Linked DNA regions of Mus musculus: regions 1, 2 and 4 are each linked to region 3. The links are chromatin contacts, called in public HiChIP or PLAC-seq and promoter capture Hi-C maps. All regions are on one chromosome and are shown on one strand. The core of a region is the stretch at or near the end of the contact, and the rest is flanking DNA. Distances in the headings are between cores, read along the strand shown. Region 1 holds the start of Vamp9 (vesicle-associated membrane protein 9). Region 2 has its middle 41 kb from the start of Gm45913. Region 3 holds the start of Tmem150c (transmembrane protein 150C). Region 4 overlaps Sec31a (Sec31 homolog A (S. cerevisiae)).

Region 1 (2,700 bases), core at 106-2,605, 250 kb before region 3:
AATCTATGTGTCTTGTGCCACAAAGGTCAGAAGAGAACGTCATATCCCCTGGATCAGATGATATGAACCACCATGTGGATACTGAGAATTTAACCGAGGTCCTATGCAAGAGCAACACATGCTCTTAACCACTGAGCCAATGCTACAACTCCAAAGATATATTCATTTGATGAGTATTTTGGCTGCATGTATGTCTGTGTACCACATGATGCCTGGAACCCACAGAAGTCAGATGTTAGATACCTTGAAACTGGAGTTATGCATGGTTGTAAGCAGCTATGTACGTGCTAGGAACTGAACCCTGGTCATCTGCAAGATCAGCCAATGCTCTTACCAATGAACCATCTCTCCAGCCCTCCAACTACTTTTTGATTAGATTTAAGTCCCGCTTCATGAAATGGAACTCATATATGACACTAAAAGTGGCCAAGAACCTGGGTTTGGATAGGTCATGGGCCTAGGGGAAACATACTACCATAAAATGACCTCTAAGGACAAATTGTTATGCCCACCGAGCAGAGCGCTGCTCAACCTCGTCAGAGAAGCTTTTTCTTACAGTAGATGATAATTAACACAGAGAACCCCAACTGGGCAGTCAGAGAGTGAGACTTTGGAGCCCTTACGCCCCTAATGGGGTCCTTTCAATGCTGTGAACATTTTTGTCACCGCAAACTGTAACCAGCATTTGTTCAGCGTATGCTGCTCTGTGAGTAGTTACAGAACAACTCAGAGATGGTCTTCATGCTCACAAAACCAAATGCAGGCTGTGCACAAGAGGTTCCTCCAATGCTTGCTTAAATTTAAGTGTGCTGCATGCGTGCATGGTGTGTGTGTGTGTGTGTGTGTGTGTGTGTGTGTGTGTGTGTGTGATGTGCGTGCACATGTAGATGTGTCTTCCAAGGTTGCGCTCCACATTTTTTGAAACCAAGACTCACCAGACCTAAAGCTTATCAATTCAGGTAGGCCAATGAGCTACTAGGATACACCTGTCTCCACCACCACTCCACTTCTCAAAGGGGATTACATGCTCCAACCACCATGCCTTTTTTACTTCTTTTTTTTTTTTTTTTTTTTTTTTTTAGCGTGAGTTCTGGGGATTCGAACTCAGACCTCCGGGGTCTTTGCCTACTACCCCCAGCTTCGCAGCCCTAGATTGTGACTGATTCACACGTAGATGAGGCCTGGGCAGTTAAACAGCTCTTAAATGGTTTTCCAGACTACCCGGAGCACAGAGAGACCTCAGGAATCCCAAGCATGTGCGAGGACCTCGCCTAGCAAACTCACAGGCTCTGCGGGACCCACAGATGGCCCCGCCTCCTCCCCTGCCAATCAACCGTCCCTCGCGCCTGCGCGGAGCGGCGGTCCAACTGTAGCGGGCGGTTAGAAGGCGGTCCGCTTCTCTCACTGGCCTGCTGGTTATGACGATCACCTACAGCTGCGTTGCTAATGGCCGAGCGGTCCTGGCGGAGCTGGCCTTGACCGGCGGCGCCTATCAGGTACCTGAGGCTCACGCCTCGGCGTCTGAGGGTTCGGTTCCTCGAGGCTGGCGCACGCCTGGCCTCCCCTCAGGGCGCGGGGCGACCTGGAAGGACTCAGGGACCGGGAGTCCCCGCCCCCTCCAGAAGCGCTGCCTCCGAGGCGGGAGTGGGACTGCGCCTGCGCCACCCAGGGGTTGGGGCTCGTACTGCCCGCGGCCGTCTGGCGGAGATTTATAGCCATCTCCAAGTTGATAGCCCCATTACAAGGAAATGACCTGCAGTTGAACACACTTAGTGAACGTGTAAGGGTCTCAAGACTACTTCAGTTGCAGGCAGTGAGGGCCACCTGACAGCGCAGTTTGGACTCTCAGCGCCCAGGGTGGGAGGGCCATGAATTTGATGTCAGCGTGGGCTATATAGACCCAGTCTTTAAAAAGTGAGAACACAAGATGTATCACAACGTTAGAGCGCTTGCCCAGAATGTGTGAGGCCCTGAGTTCAGTTCCCCAACACACACACACACCTAGAAATTGTCAGATGCCATCTAATATTCTATCTGAACCTTAGATCAGTTGTCCCAGGGGGTAGAAAAGGTTTCGCTGAAGATAGGCTGTAATGTACTCCTGTACAGAGGAACTACTCCTAGTTTAGCACAGTCTTGCGCGCCCTCGACTGGCCAGGAAGAACAACGCTGCAACAGGATCCTTCTGCACACGTTTATTGGGAGAGCTTGATTGTAGAGGCGAAAAGACTTTTTGCCCAGAGCTGGTGCTGCTTTTATAGGCCTAGGAGAGGCGTGTCTCATACCCTGATTGGTTATGCACTAAGCCTCATTTGCATGTTCCTCATCTGATTGGCTACTCTCTCTCAGTACCTCACTGAGCCTCATTATCATCTCATTTGCATGTCTCACATCCGATTGGTTATACTCTCAGTACCTTACAGAACCTCATTATCATGCCTGGGCCAGGCAGTGTTTTTGCAAAAAACTTTACTGCATATGTACACATTGGTTGTTTGTCCAATCTTATGCATGGTGGCCAGCAGTAGTCAGTGCCACTCAGCAACGGCACATGTGGCTTCCCACATCTCCCCCTGTTTGTTTTAATAAAATGAGACTGGACTAGGCCTGTGCAATTATGCCCATCCGCCGTGGCTCCTGTTTTAGGTCATTCCTCTAATGTCACAGCCTTACCCGTCATAGGGTAACCCTATCGCCACC
Region 2 (2,700 bases), core at 169-2,668, 180 kb after region 3:
AAGCAGGAATAGAAAAGGAGAGTCCACATGGGTTCCCTCAGGGCTCCTGAGCCTGAGCACAGAGCACACCGGCATGATACTGAGTGCCATTACTGCGGTGCCCAGAGATTCTCTTCTGCACTTGAAAATACTTTATCTTTTTCATAAACCCAATTAGTATTCATGAGGGATGTGCCTGGCCAGGGAGAAACTGGGAAGTTAATTAGCACCTGAGCTACTCTGCGGAGTCCAAAATCTCTCTGACCTTTAGGTTAGAGACACATCTGGCTACCCTGGAGGCCATGCTCAGGAATGTGGCAGGGGCCGGAGGGGCTGCTCTGCTCTTCCCCATACTGTAAGTCGCTTCTTCCCTGAAGCAGGATCGCCTGGGCTCTCAGCACTCACCACCTGTCTCTCCACTCATGTCCCTGAACAAGAGAAGCCTAAATGGTTCCCTCAAGGAAAAGCTGAATATGCCTCAATATTTCACAAAGTCCCAGAATGGCTGAGAAGTGCGTCTGCTTTTCGGAATATGGAGGACAAAATTCAACATGAAAAGGAACTCAGGCTTGTCTATGTCCTTGATGCTCTGGCTTGAATGTATCCCCAAAGTTCAAGTTTTAGAAACTTCCAGAAGTCAGGGGGCTAAGTAACAGGATCAGTGTAAGCTGCAGGTCAGCCTGGACTGCAGAGTGAGATTGTTCGAGGGCGGGCGTTGTGCACATGGCTAAGGCTCCATTTGCATACAGAGAGTCCAGGGGAAAAAACCAACATGCTGGAGACACTCTCAGGAGTCACAGGCTTCGAAGAGGTGGGTTTCACACTAGCCATGTGGAAAAGCCTCTTACAAAGCTGTGAGTTAGAGGAGTGGATTAACTTCTGAGACATAGGTCTGATTCCGTGTGTGGAATTTCCACAACTGCCTTGAAAACCGTAGTTGGGGAGAAATCAGACTTGCTCCTCTCAGGTACCAGGTAGGAAGGGCAAGGTGTGCACACCTGTAATGCCTGCATTTGAGAAGCTGAGGCAGAAGGATTGCTCCAAATTCTAAGTCAGCCTAAGTGATATAGTTTTGTTCTGGGCTATACATTAGAGCCCATTGTAAGTCTTTGTGTCCTAGGAAGAAGATAAAGTCAAGGCTGAGCTTTCATCTCTATTCTTGTCAAGCTCGTGGAAAGAGGACTTTTCTATCAGAAACATTTCAGAGGCACCATTAGGTATCTGCTGTCAGGGAGATCCAGCAAGCATCCACCCAATATCCATTTAGTGCCTACCTTAAGTAAGTGATTTGTATACGCCCTGGGCTGAACAATTACACAATAGCTACATTTGGGGTCTTGTTCTGCACGTCTACACTTGCAAAAGTGGCTTTCCAGACTCTGTAGCCAAGGCTCCCATTGTTTTGCTTAAGGAGTGTCAGGGGTCAGGGAGGGTCAGGGGTCGGGGAAGGTCAGGGAGTGGGGCAGAGGGAAAGTGATGCCTGGACAGGACAGGACCACTGCACTCATAGACTCAGAGCAGCTACTGAACCCGATCAAGCAGGTCAACGCTCCACTATGGAGCACGGAAGATCTCCCATGCTCCCACCTCTAGCTAAGGAGCTATTAACACTTGATGACATCCAGGGCAAGGGGACTCATGATTCTTTAAAGGTACCAGACTCCAGTGGATGCCCTTGCTACCTTGAGTACACAGAGAACACAAATTGGACAGGGTAGGTTAAAAACAAACAAACAGGGGTGAATAGCAGGGCACGGATATGATCAAAATACATTCTATATGTGCGTGAAGTTTTCAGAAAGTTAATAAAATGTTGTATCAAAAATTGCTGAATGGAGCGAAATGAGAACCGGAGATTTAAATGTCCCTTCCTTAAGAAAAATACAAAAAGCCTGTTTGTAAAAGGCCATGGCGGATCCTGTGTCACCAACTATGAGGGGAAAACGGTCAGGCACGAAAGCCAGCAGCAGAATAGGAGAACGTGTCCCATGCTGTGGGAAAGAACGCATCCCGAATCACCCGCTCTCCATGTTTCTTTTTAACTGGGATTTAGAATTCACCTCCAAGCAGGGTTAACAATTCCCTACTTCAGAACCAGCTTCCCCCCAGCTCGCATTCGATGTGGCACCCTGCCAAGCCAAGAAAAGCTGTTGATACTCAGTCTCCCCTCCAGGTGATGAAGGATCTCAGGGAAGACAGGCCCAAAGGCAAGATTTCCAAGGGTCGAGAAAGATCTTTGTATTAGTTACTTTCTTTTACTTTGTGTCTCTGTGATCAAATGCCTGATGCTAGCTAGAATCAGCGGAGGGAGAAGCGGTTCCTTTCCGCTGAGGTCAGAGATCCCAGTCAATAGTCAGGGATGCACAGAGCAGGCTGTTATGAAAAACAAGGCAGGGGGCTGGTGAGATGGCTCAGTGGGTAAGAGCACCCGACTGCTCTTCCAAAGGTCCAGAGTTCAAATCCCAGCAACCACATGGTGGCTCACAACCATCTGTAATGAGATCTGACTCCCTCTTCTGGAGTGTCTGAAGACAGCTACAGTGTACTTACATATAATCAATAAATAAATCTTTAAAAAAAAAAAAAGCAACCAGGGCCACGGAAGGTGACCCCAAGGACAAGAGAGAGAAGAAGTGTCCCAGCAGCTGTGTGCCCCTCCTTTCTGCAGAGCCCAGCTTCTTTGTCTCTTATCCAGCCTGAGGTAGCATGTATGGTTTGACT
Region 3 (2,700 bases), core at 65-2,564:
GACAGAGACAGAGAAAAGGTGGGGAGGAGCAGAGGGAGAGGGAGAAGGAGGCCAAGAGAGGGGGAGAGAGAGAGCTCGTGCACAGCTATGGTTACTTTGGAAGCAGGGTTTTCTCCAGGACATGTGTAAGAAAAAGTTAGGTATCTGCCCCAAGTTGAGATTGTAAAATTATTCATTTTGCATCTATTAACGTGTATGCGCCTAACGGTCTACCCTCAACACGGGACATTTTATGTGGGTCAGCTTACTAACTGCTACCATGGACTTCATACACTCACATTCGCCTACCCTTTTTATTAACTGCAGCCCAGAATGGAGTTACAGTCGTGCATTATTAAAATCTGTCTTCGATTCAAGCAGAGAATTGAAGAAGCAGAAACTAATATCGCCCTTTCGGCGGTGTTACTGTAATAGATCTAAGAAGTGCTTTATTCTGTCTTGCCTTTTAAATGCATCCGTGCATTTCGGTTCCCTATCAGGACCATGTATGTCGGAGGTCAGCCTGGGATCGCCCAGGGGGGTTGGCTGGCTTCCATTCACCTGGGCTCTGTTCTCACGTTGGCAATCACCACCCTGGCTCAGCCCTGAAAGATCTGGTCGGAAAAACCGCGACCAAAAGACCAGCAAAGTGCTTAGGGTATAATAAAGTGCCATGGGGGTCAGGGGTGGACAGAGAGGGATGAATGGAGGGCGGGTGGGGAGGAAGGAACATGAATTTCAACTGGGAAACCCCTTATTCCCTCTTTGATTCATTTAAGGAGGGGGAAAACCACTCAGCGAAGGCTCTCTCCATAACCCAAGAATGTCGACTTTTGAAAATTATTATGACCGTGGATAACCATAGCGCCTCGTGCACCGCGACCCGTACCCCACCCCCGCACTCCCCCTGGTTAAGCCCGAAATCCTGGATTCTTCCCAGGAACGCGCGCCCAGTAGGGCGGCCGCGGGGCTGCGCTCAGGGCACCGCAAGTTAGCGCCGGGGCCGGCAGGCTGGGCTCCGCCGCTCCTCCCCGGACCCCACCCGCGGTGGTGGGACACCTGTCACTGGGCGGGGCGGGGGGCCGCAGGCGACACTGCGGCGGCGGCGAGCGGGACGGGCGCGCCGCGGAGCTGCACCGCCCGCCTCGGGCTCGGGAGTACGCGCCCGGGGGCTGGGGAGGCACCGCGGCCGCCCGGGTGGGGTCCTCGCTGGGTCGGGAGCAGGACGAGCAGGGCATCAGGGGCCAGGGGCGGATGAGGGCGCCGCGCCTACCTGCTCCGGGCGGCGGCGGCTCGCGGGCCGTGACCTGCGGCGGCAGCGGCGGCGGTGGCAGTCGCGGTGGGGAGGGCGCTTCCTTCAGGAAGGGGTGGGATCTGCCCGCCCGCCCCCTCCCGCCGCAACGCGGCCCGTCCCCGACTTACTCCGGGGTCCCCGTCGCGGGGCTTCGGGTGGACAGCAGAGCTCTGAGGTCCCGTCTTGTACCTCCCCCCCTCCCCCCCCCCGTCCCCGGTTCCCTCACCGTCACCCGGGGCTGCGGCTGCGGGCGGACGGTCCAATCGCCTCCTTCCTAAGCCAAGGTGGACGCGCTTGCCTGGCGCTCCTCACCCAACAAAAGGCAGGACGGGATCCGGGATCCTCCGCCTGCTGGTTATTTATTCCTGACCTGTTGTAACCTTCTTACCGGCTCCCTTCTGTCCACACACCAAGGACTTTGCATACAGCAGCTAAAATTCACTTTCAGGCCCACGAGCCCAGCGTAGTTCTCCACCACCCGCTGCCCTCCCGTGGTTTTCTTTCATCTTACTGAGCAGACACAGGGCTAACTTCTGACCCTGATAATGGACGGAGGACTTCAAGGCCGCTCCCCTACAGCCAAACTTGCTCATTTCCCCTGTGTGTGTGTGTGTGTGTGTGTATGTTCATAAGACACTACTCAGCATTTTAGTAGCAGCCCCACCCCAGACCCCAACTTTTGTCACTGCACTGACCCCTAAGCAGCACAGCCCAGAGTCATGTTAATCTTAAATTCTTCATTAACTTACTTGACTGGCCTGCTATGCCTGGTAGGGTCGCCTGGATCAATCCACCACACCCATCTACTTAAAACCATTGCCTCTCAAAGCACAAGTTTCTAAGTTTCTAAGCTCCCTCCTCAACTCAACCTATACAAAATCTCTGCCACTGGCTTCTAGAATGCTCTCTTCTCCATGGCGCTTGTCATTATCTACGCATGTGTTGATTTCTGGCCACTGTTCTGTTTTGACTACTAGACCGTTCGATTCTTGAGGTCTTACGGCTTTCTGTTTACCATATATTAAGGAATGGGACTTTGATTTATTCAATTAAGTTAATTCAAAAGTTAATTCTAGTATAGAACCCCCTGAAAGCACGTGCTGAGTGGTGAGGGGCGTTTTCTGAAGAGAGTTAACTTTGTTTTTTTCAGACTCTCCAGGTGGCCTGTGAGGTTAAAAATTGCTTGAGGCCCAGCCTGAGCCCCAGTCTGAGGATTATACTCCTACTTCTTGTCCCCTTATGGGATGCCCAGGCTGGCTATTAAGACTGCATTGGAACCATGAGTTAATCTGGTATGCATGGGGTGGGGGTGGGGTACCACTGATCCTTGCTGCTGCTGCTGCTGCTAAGAGTTATGAACACAACATTATTGGGAGTTTGGGGCCTGGGGTGGGAGGCGTTATTAAAACGCCAATTCGTACATTTTT
Region 4 (2,700 bases), core at 135-2,634, 220 kb after region 3:
AAGGCGTCAGATCCCTAGAAATGAAGGAACCGATGGTTGTGGACTACCTTGTGGGTTGTTTAGAAGTCCAGTGTGTGCTCCTAACAGCTGAGCCACCTTTTCCTGCTCTAGTCTAATAAACTTGTTACACGTCTAAGGCTGCTCGGGAGGGGAGCTGTAAAGACACTTCAGCCTTACTGCTCATCCAGAGGACCCCAAATCAGTTCTGAGCACCCGTGTCTGGCAGTTCACAGGCACCTACAGTTCTGGCTCCAAGAGACCTGATGCTGTCTTTTGGCCTTGGGGGCACCTGGGTTCTGTGTGCCTCTGTCTCTTTCACATAAACACGCAGGGACTCACTGAACCAGGCGTTCTGTGATCACACAAACTGGCTGGCAGCCAGCCCCAGATACCCTCAGCAGGCACACGGCACAGTGAGTGCCCCCTCTGCTTGCACTGAAGCCCCTCTGAGAGCCACACTTTATAAGGCACTCTCCGTATGTACGGGAGGAGGTACACAACAGCAGCACAAAGTCCGCAGAGCCAGCCCGCTGAGACTCACAGGAGACAGTGCTATCAGCACTAAGGTTCTTTCTCAGTAAAGCTCACTGAAGCCCAGAGAGCAGTATAAGGAATAGTATCTAGAGAATGCATGTGATTAGTCCACAAGATGGCTCAACAAACAGCTAAGGGCACTTGCCAACAAATCCAAAGATTTGACTTTGCCCTCTGGGCACATGGGTGGAGTGAGCCGATGACCTTTGATCTCAATCATGGGCCCCAACACATGCATTGTGCCTCCTCTCATTAACTATTAAAGTATGTGATTATCTTGGTAGAAGCAGGAGGGCAAGGAATTCAAATCCAGCCTTCACTACACACAGTTTTGAGTCTTGTCTCAAAACAAATACAAGAAAATATACATAATTATAAGTAAATTTTATAGTAAATTTTAGTAAAAATACAGGGTTTAATTTTATGCTTAGATGATCTAGAGGTCTAAGCCAGTCTTAAGGTAAAAGCTCTTATACACCAATACAGTGAGACCAACTGTGCACAGTGGCACATACCTGTAATCACAGCCCTGGGAAGGCAGAGGCAAAAGGATCACAAGTTCAAGGTCACCCTCAGCTTTATAGTAAGTTCAAGATCAGTCTGGTCTTAAACATGAGATTCTTCAAAAAAATTAAAAGTGAGTTGGGCATAATCCTAGCATTAAGGTGGCAGAGGCACAGTATCTCTGAATTTGAGGTTAGCCTGGCTTACAAAGCGAATTCCAGGATCGCCAGGGACCTGCCTCAAAAACAAAACAACAATGAAGAAGATGGACACTAATTACCTGGTTGGTGTTGTCAGGCAGAAAAGCCAAGGCTGCGGCAATGCTGCCCTGGGCTGCCAACAAGCTGGCATACTGACTCATCTTCTCAGCCAGAAGAGCCCCGACAGTATTGGTGTCCAAGGCTTGGGTGAGCTGTACAGCTTTGCGGAGGATGACAACTTTCTCAATCAGATCCTAAATGAGAGAAAAGCAAAGGAGGAGGAGACAGTCAGAAGAAACAGAGTGGGCAAGCTTCCCAGGGTTCCCAGAAGAACGGCGCCTGCTCTCCCCCTATTTGAAGAGCGCCAGCCAGCAAGAAGGAGGAGAAGGAAGCCTGCCTCATAGACAGTCCTCAACCTGCCAGACACTTGTCCAATGATCTCAGACACAAAAAAATCCAAACTAAAAGTGATGGGCAGGTACCCAGCAACAGAGCTGTCTCCTGGCAAGCAGAGGAGGAGCCACGTGCAAGCGTGCATGGCATGTTTCCTGCAACATCACTACCTCGCAGTCTTACAAGGGGCACGAGACCTGCAAAGGGCTCACTTGTTCATGTTCAACGCCCCTCCAAAGGCTGGCTCTACTGAGGAGTGGCAGAACATGGAAGATGTATGGCCTAAGGGAGGCCCTTAGGTCCCTGAGGGTCCTCCGTGAGGGAGCTGTGTGCTTAGGTCTTTCTGTTGCTCTCTGCCTCCTGTGGCTCAGCCATGTGCTCCTGCCCTTGCCAGAGACCCAAAGCCATGGGCTACCTACCCAACCTTCAACAGGACTCTCCAAACCATGAGCCCAAATAAAGCCCTTTCTCTGTAAAAGTCAACTGGTCCAGTCATTTCAGACTGACTGATATGGTTGTGGCAAAGGCTGTGTGTCCTTGGAGAGCAGGCCTTGTAATGGAAGCTCTGCTCTGAGGGAGTGTGCAGGACCCCCTCCCCTCAATCCACAGGTGGGAAACATGTTACTTCTCAGAAGCACTTGGAAGGAAAAGCTTGCTTTAATCAAACAAATAAACCAACAAACAAATCTGACTTTTAGTTTCAAAAAAATGATCTTTATAATGACGACTCTGGATAAGTTTTTCTCCAGACAAAAAATAAATACTATACTGAGATACCGCAAGACTGCCCACTAGGTGCCTTGGGGGAAATTTTAAGCTCTACTTGAGGCCTAGGACCGTCTCCACAGTTTGGCTTTCTCTCTAGCCTGTGCGGTAGAGCTAACCTGGGTTCAGTTCATCTTGAACCTCACACTCCCTGATCATCACTACTCTCCTCAGTGTTGGGTGCATCCCATTCTCCAGCCCATACTGCCGCTCTCTGCCAGAGGTAGGAGCTTAAAGGGAGAGCAGGTAAACCGTGGGCTTCTTTCAGTTTTCCTGCCACCTACTGCTCCAGTAAACTGCCACA

What was found. Promoter capture Hi-C pulls out the DNA fragments that hold promoters and counts their contacts. HiChIP or PLAC-seq counts read pairs in DNA pulled down with a chosen protein or histone mark.
Region 1: a FOXA1 HiChIP or PLAC-seq map of pancreatic cancer cells shows a contact between it and region 3. The contact joins the promoter of Vamp9 here to the promoter of Tmem150c in region 3. A contact is called at or near these places in 2 of 39 promoter capture datasets (embryonic stem cells and liver) and 1 of 115 datasets of contacts at active chromatin or transcription factors (pancreatic cancer cells).
Region 2: a contact with region 3 is called in an H3K4me3 HiChIP or PLAC-seq map of embryonic stem cells, with 12 read pairs. The contact joins the enhancer-like site here to the promoter of Tmem150c in region 3. A contact is called at or near these places in 9 of 39 promoter capture datasets (the HPC-7 cell line, embryonic stem cells, liver and 4 more), 3 of 115 datasets of contacts at active chromatin or transcription factors (embryonic stem cells and stem cell-derived neural progenitor cells) and 1 of 9 other capture datasets (adipose tissue).
Region 4: a promoter capture Hi-C map of hippocampal neurons shows a contact between it and region 3, with 1.9 times the contacts expected there. The contact joins the enhancer-like site here to the promoter of Tmem150c in region 3. A contact is called at or near these places in 3 of 39 promoter capture datasets (hippocampal neurons, pre-B cells and stem cell-derived epiblast-like cells) and 2 of 9 other capture datasets (adipose tissue and liver).

Annotation. Positions count from the first base shown.
Region 1 is chr5:99,904,910-99,907,609 of GRCm38.p6, forward strand. It overlaps Vamp9 (vesicle-associated membrane protein 9), which reads left to right and starts at 1,356. Exons shown (of 6, transcript NM_001378420.1): 1 at 1,356-1,496. The coding sequence starts at 1,419.
Region 2 is chr5:100,341,888-100,344,587 of GRCm38.p6, forward strand. No RefSeq gene overlaps it. Among named protein-coding and RNA genes, the nearest start is that of Gm45913, 41 kb to the left of the region's middle. Within about 2 kb of position 1,419, at least 5 of the 459 cell types and tissues checked have an H3K27ac peak or open chromatin away from gene starts, as enhancers often do. A contact at or near this core is called in embryonic stem cells, where this site is marked.
Region 3 is chr5:100,157,967-100,160,666 of GRCm38.p6, forward strand. Tmem150c (transmembrane protein 150C) reads right to left here and starts at 1,315. Exons shown (of 8, transcript NM_001382851.1): 1 at 1,253-1,315.
Region 4 is chr5:100,379,842-100,382,541 of GRCm38.p6, forward strand. Sec31a (Sec31 homolog A (S. cerevisiae)) reads right to left here. Exons shown (of 28, transcript NM_026969.1): 19 at 1,319-1,492. Among named protein-coding and RNA genes, the nearest start is that of Sec31a, 35 kb to the right of the region's middle. Within about 2 kb of position 1,385, at least 29 of the 459 cell types and tissues checked have an H3K27ac peak or open chromatin away from gene starts, as enhancers often do. A contact at or near this core is called in adipose tissue, hippocampal neurons and liver, where this site is marked.